Regions from separate parts of the Pan troglodytes genome. Here region 2 is linked to region 1. A link is a contact called in public HiChIP or PLAC-seq data. All regions are on one chromosome and are shown on one strand. Each heading gives the region's core, a stretch centred on a gene start, on an enhancer-like site or on the middle of the called end of the contact. The rest is flanking DNA. Distances are from core to core; before and after follow the strand shown. Region 1 holds the start of TLK1 (tousled like kinase 1). Region 2 holds the start of DCAF17 (DDB1 and CUL4 associated factor 17).

What was found. HiChIP or PLAC-seq counts read pairs in DNA pulled down with a chosen protein or histone mark.
Region 2: an H3K4me3 HiChIP or PLAC-seq map of stem cell-derived excitatory neurons shows a contact between it and region 1, with 5 times the contacts expected there. The contact joins the promoter of DCAF17 here to the promoter of TLK1 in region 1. A contact is called at or near these places in 1 of 7 Hi-C or Micro-C datasets (induced pluripotent stem cells), 1 of 1 datasets of contacts at active chromatin or transcription factors (stem cell-derived excitatory neurons) and 1 of 1 other capture datasets (stem cell-derived neural stem cells).

The regions. Positions count from the first base shown.
Region 1 is chr13:73,207,417-73,210,501 of NHGRI_mPanTro3-v2.0_pri, forward strand. It overlaps TLK1 (tousled like kinase 1), which reads right to left and starts at 1,539. Exons shown (of 21, transcript XM_001141231.8): 1 at 620-1,539. The coding sequence starts at 758.
Region 2 is chr13:73,482,464-73,485,548 of NHGRI_mPanTro3-v2.0_pri, forward strand. It overlaps DCAF17 (DDB1 and CUL4 associated factor 17), which reads left to right and starts at 1,478. Exons shown (of 15, transcript XM_063790565.1): 1 at 1,478-1,559; 2 at 2,403-2,506. It overlaps METTL8 (methyltransferase 8, tRNA N3-cytidine), which reads right to left and starts at 2,094. Exons shown (of 10, transcript XM_024354948.3): 1 at 1,967-2,094.

The DNA.
Region 1 (3,085 bases), core at 289-2,788:
GGGGCGGTTTTAAAAGCCTGCCCACGAGTCAGTCTGTCGTTTAAATTGCTCTAGGGGGCCACACAGGGGATCAAAGTCTGCCCAGATAATTTCAGCGTCTCTCCCCAAAGGAGAAACCCAGCAAGCGAGGGGCATCCTCCAGGTCCCGGGCAGCAAAGCTCGCAAAGTGGGGACCGCCTCTATGGGAGGAGTGCGCGGGAGAAGGGGAGGGGGCTCGAGGACGAAGGCTCCAGCGGGAGGGAAAACCCACCAGAGACCGGAGGCCAGGAGGTTAAGAGTACTGAGTGTACTGGCAAATGGAGCAGAAAAGGGCTCGCGTCTGGGGGGAGGCTTCCCACCCTCGCAGGACTGGCTCCCAGGAACCCCAGGCGAGTCTGTGCGCCTCGCCCCGTCCCCACCAGCGCGCACCCCCTCGTCCGTCTCCTCCGCCACCCGCGAACCACCATCCACAGCCAGGGCACTACCTCCCCAGAGCCGGGGAGCCGGGCGGCCTCGCGTCCACCTCGCCACCATCCCCCACCCCAGGGTCTGGCGGAGAAGCCCCGGGGCGGGGGGGGCGCGGGGGTCCGCGGCGCGGGAGAGGAGGCCCGCGAGCGGGCGCGGGCGCGGCGGTGCTTACCTTCCCTGGGCCTCCCGGATGGCGGCGTGTGATTCAGCAGGGACCTGGCCGCCGCCGCCGAGCCCGGGGTTGGAGACGTGGAGAGCTGGGACCAAGATGGCGGCCCCTCCAAACTTCCACTGCTACTTTGGACACTCATCAAGCTACTTTCTGGGAACCCGACTCCCCCCCTGCGACGGCAGCGGCGGCAACGGCACCGGCACCCGCCTCCGTCATGGCGGGGGCCGCGCTGAGGGCGAGCGAGAGAGCGAGGGCTGGGAGGGGAGAGTCAAGGGGATGGGGGAGGAAACCGAGAAGAGGGGAGGTGGGGAGGAAAGAGGTGAGGGAAGGAGAGGGGACAGGGAGGAGGGAAAGGGGGAGAAGCGAGGGAGCGAGCGGGCGCGCCAGAGGAGAGGAGGAGGAAAGGAGCGCGGCGGCGGAGGCGTCGAGGGGGTGCCCACCCGACAGGGGTCGGAGCGCGGGCGGAGCGCGGGCTGCGCCGGCCGAGGACACTTCCGCGGGCGGAACCTGCCGGCACCTCTGCAGTGCGTCGGCCCCCGGCGTCGCCCGGGAGGCGGCGGCGGCGGGCTGTGGGTGGCGGCTGAGGCGGTGGGGTAACCTCTGCATCAGTTACAGGCGGCGGCGGCGTCACGCGCCGCCTGTGCAAACACTATCGCGAGGCTCCTGCGCCTCCGGTAGCGGCGGCGGCGGCGGCAGCGGCGGCCGCGGGAGCAGGCTTGGGGGAGGGACCTGCCAGGGGCTGGGGGGTGGGGGCATGGGGAAGGAGCGAGCGCGCGAGGGAAGAGACTAGAGCGCCGGGGCGCCCCTGCCGCACCCGCGGATCGCCGCGCGGCGCGGGAGCCCGGGGTTGCCGGACTCGCGTGCGCGGGGGCAGCGTCCCCGCGCCGGCCGGAGGGAGGCGCGCCCCCGCCGCGCCGCTCGGGCTCCAGCGCCGCTGCCACCTGACTCCCCCTGTCTCCCGCGGAAGCGCGCCTCTCTCCTGACCCACACCCAACCCGGGGAGAAATGCTGCTGCTGTCGCTCAGCTGCCGCTTCTCGGGAGTTCAATGTGATCGTTTCTCAAAATGGAACTGAAAAGTTGAGAGTTCCTTCTTTCTTGCTCCTCTGTACTGTGCAGAAAAACGTATGTGCGCCTCCCCGTCTGCAGAATGGGAATAATGACCGAATAAAAGAGCTAGGAAAATAAACATGGGTAGTGGGAGAGTTGGGAAATAAAACTTTCTCGTGTTTTCTAAAAAAGAGTGAAGAATCTTTAATGAGGAAATTGAAAATTACCAGTTTTGTAGACTGTATGGTATAGCAATTCTTTGTTTTAAAACAGTAAGTGGAAAATCTAAATGAAAAATGTGATTACTGAATCACATATTTAGGAAAACTATACAGCGTTCATCTTGCAGGAGGTATGGTTTCTAGAAACTTCTAATTTGTTTCTAGTGTCTCCGCTGAGTCCCGACTACAAAAATCCCAAAATAAATAACAGCATTTGCTAAAATTTATAGATAGAGTGTAGCTTTCTACAGACCCACACAAGTATACTCACACCAGGGATTGGGCTTCTTGTACATAAAAGAGCACTCTAGTTCAGGAAAAGTACAACAAGGTTATTTCTCTCTTTAGAAAACCAAATTGAATAGAGCACTAAAAAGATTATGATATAGCGCTACTGCACAGACAAGAGGAAATGGCATGATTACCAGGGGGACAAAAATGTCGTTTCTATTTTTTATTTTTATGACTTCGCATTTCTCATAGTAATGTTTTGTTCAGATAAACTATCATACTAGAAAAGAACCTTGATTGTCAGTTATCTCCAGAAGTAATTGTAATTGCCTTGTGCTTTAGATACTTCAGTGAGTTTTTAGTCTTGTCTGCTTTTCAAACTTAAGAGGGACATCTCACAACTTTATTGAGGTATAATTGACAAAATAAACTGCACATATTTAAAGTGTACAATTATTGGCCAGGTGCGGGGGCTCACGCCTGTAACCCCAGCACTTTGGGAGGCCGAGGTGGGCGGATCACGAGGTCAGGAGTTTGAGACCAGCCTGGCCAACATGGTGAAACCCCATCTCTACTTAAAATACAAAAATTAGCTGGGTGTAGCAGCACGCACCTGAAGTCCCAGCTACTCGGGAGGCTGAGGCAGGAGAATCGCTTGAACCCGGGAGGCAGAAGTTGCGGTAAGCCTAGATCGCAACATTGCACTCCAGCCTGGGCGACAGAGCGAGACTCCTAGACTCTGTCTCAAAAAAATAAAAATAAAGTGTACAATTTGATAAGTTTTGATGTGTATACATCCCTGAAACCACTTCTACAAGGAAGATGGTGAATGTATCTATCACCCTCCAAAGTTTCCTCTTTGTGGTTCCTCCTCCACTCTACTTCCATTCTCTCCAACCACAGATCTTTCTGTCATATGGGTAGCTTGCCATTTCATAGAATTTTAGATAAATGCAGGCCATAAAG
Region 2 (3,085 bases), core at 228-2,727, 270 kb after region 1:
GTTAAAAAGAGATATGGCCAATTTTTACTAAACCCTTAAACTGTGACCCAACACACTCACCCAGTACTGTAAGTACTCACTTAATGTCATCAACAGATTTTTGGAAACCGACTGTAAGCAAAATGACATATAACAAAACCATTTTTACCATAGGCCAATTGATATAAACAAAAGTTAAGTTCCTATAACATATTTCTGGTCACAAAAACATCACCAAACTCCTAAATACAAACCAAAACACTTCTAATATTAAACATTGAAATAAATGGGAGCTATACATACATTTAAGGAAGATTAATAAAAACAAGTAAGATAGTTATTTATCTAATTATTCCAGTTCAGGGTCGAGGGTGGCTGAAGCCTATCCCCTCAGCTCAGGGTGCAAGGTGGGAACCAACCCTTGGACACGACGACATTCCATCGCAGGGAGCACTCACACTCACACTCAGACAGGAAACACAGACAAGGCCAATTCATCCAGCCTGCACTGAGATGTGGGAGGCAGTACCCTGCGGTACCTGGTGAAAACCCATGCAGACGTGGGGAGAAGGGGCAAGGTCCACACAAACAGTAGCCCCGGTAGGAAATTATTATTTTTTCTCATCAAGTTATACAAAATGACACTGAACGAAAAAATGCGATTCGAGGACCTGCTGTACTGTACTTTTTGCTCTGCCAGTCAGGTGCGATAGCTGGCTTTCTTTGAGCACCTATGAACAAGAGGTAGCATGCCCAAGTCCACGTGGGAGATACAGCGGCCCCACCCTTAAGGGACTTAGAGCAAGGCGGTGGGACACATGTGGTGCAAGCTTGCTGAAAGTTTAGTGTGCTGGGAACTTTGAACATACAGGCAGGGCTAGTTAACAAAGTATATCTTTTACTTAAAGACATCGACGAGGAATATCTTAGGCCGTCCAATAAGAATGTAAGCATTTCATATTTTATTCCCTATAAAGAAAAAAGAATGGAGGCGAGAGGAAATGAAATGAAGCAATTATCGCAAAACCAGTCAGTGTCCCCGCAGGCCACCCAAGGACGAGCCTCCGGGAAAGAGTAACTCAATCCCAGTTTGGAGGGTGAAACTAAGAGTGAATGGGAAGCCAGCATCTTCCTAATACAAAAGTACAGTTTACCGTCCCCCTCAGCCAACGTGCGGCTGAAGGGAAAGCCGCGGGGCGTACCTTTAGCACGGGACGCTACTTTGGGGGGATCGCCCTCGACACAGCGCCCCTCCCGGCACCTGGCCAGAACCTCCCAGGGCGAAGGTCGGGGCCGAGAAGCTTGTGAGTACAGGGGCAGTGAGGGAGGGATCCCTCAGCGCAGGGCGCACACACGGGGCGGAGACCTGGAGGCGGCAGCACCGCGCCCCCAGGGCTCTGCCCAGCTAGCCACTCGCAGCACAGAGAAGCGCGCCCGCAAGACAGCGCAGCCTCCGCGGGCCGGAGGAGGCGGGGCCGCGGCAGGCAGAGGCGGGGCCGGGCAAGCCCTCGCTCCCCGCCGCCTGACGGGAATTGTAGTTCCTGGGAGAACTCACGAGGCACTGGGAACTACATTTCCCGGTGAGAGAGCGGCTCCGGCCGGCCGCGCGGTACCGGAGCGTCGCACTGTCAGCGGCCAGAGAGCCTGGGAGGGGCAGATCAAAAAGGGAGTGCTTCTTCCCTTCTCTCCGTGCTGTGGCGGTGCAAGCGGCTCTGCTTTCCCTCGCCCCGCCGTCGGGTGCTCCCTGCCCGCCTCCCCGTGTCAGCTTTCCCTGGGCCCCGCCGGGAAAGTCTGGGCCTCGAAATTCGAAGGCAGCGGCGGCTGCCCAGCACGGGAGTGTGGGGCGCGCCACTCGGCGGCCCAGCCTCCCCAGGGCCCGGCCCGCGCCTCCATGGGCCCGACCCGGAAGCCCAACGTGTGCAGCCGGCTGAGTCGCCGGGCGCTGGGCTGCTTCTCGCGCGACGCAGGCGTGGTGCAGAGGACCAACCTGGGCATCCTGCGGGCGCTGGTGTGCCAGGTGACCGCCAGCCGGCCGGGGCGGGACGGAGGGCCGCGGGCGCCCGGCGGCCGAGCCTCCTGCGGGGATGTGGTTTTAACGCGCTGGGGCCTCCCTTTATAGGGTCACATGTGATGGGGAGGAGGATACAAGCCCGGAATCTGGGAGATTAGTCAATAGGTGGTAATAGGGCCACCAGCTGCTTTTAGTTTTACGCTTCTTATGTCTTACCTGGAAACAATTATTCTAAAAGTTGGTCACCTCATTAAGCCAAAACATGAGGGCAGAGTGGAGGAAGGATGCAAAAAGTTTTTAAATAATATAGGTGAAATTATGTTGCTTTGAAAATTTAAAATCTAACTTAAAAGTGGTCTACAGTGGAAGCCTAAGAGTTCTTTCCTGAACGGAAATTCTTTATGTCTTTTAGGAAAGTACTAAATTTAAGAATGTTTGGACAACTCATTCCAGGTCACCTATAGCCTATGAGAGAGGAAGAATATATTTTGACAATTATCGGCGCTGTGTCAGCAGGTAACTTTTTATTGATAATTTTGCTGTAATTCACCTCACTGTTGATCTTAACTATAATTTGTGTAGAACCACATGCCTACATTAGTGCCTAGTGAAATAGAATGAAAAAAATGGGTCCAAAATAAGACTAGGCAGTAAAAAATGCATGTAATTTTAGAATCTTGTTAAATCTAAAGTTGCAGGTGTCATTTTTGTAAATACCAACTTAAAGCAAAACTACAGTGCAGGCAAAACCACAGATTGTTCAGAGTACTGTTTAGTGTTTAATCTACTTACACCACAGTCAAGAAATCCAGTTGCCAATCAAATAATTAGATGCTGCTTTGGAGAATTGATGGATTGTGTTTTGGAAGTACTTGCCTTTTTTTTTTTTTTAGAGAAATTTTTTCAAGCAAAAGCCTAGTATTTAGAGATCCAAAATGTTTAACAGTCAACCTTATCCACAACTGTCCAACATGAGGGGGGAAGGAAAGCCACAATGCATCCCCATATACTCATTACCCGGATTCAAAAACTATCAAGATTTGCCACATTTGCTTTACCTAACCCACTTTTCCTTTTGCATGACCTCTTTTAAAG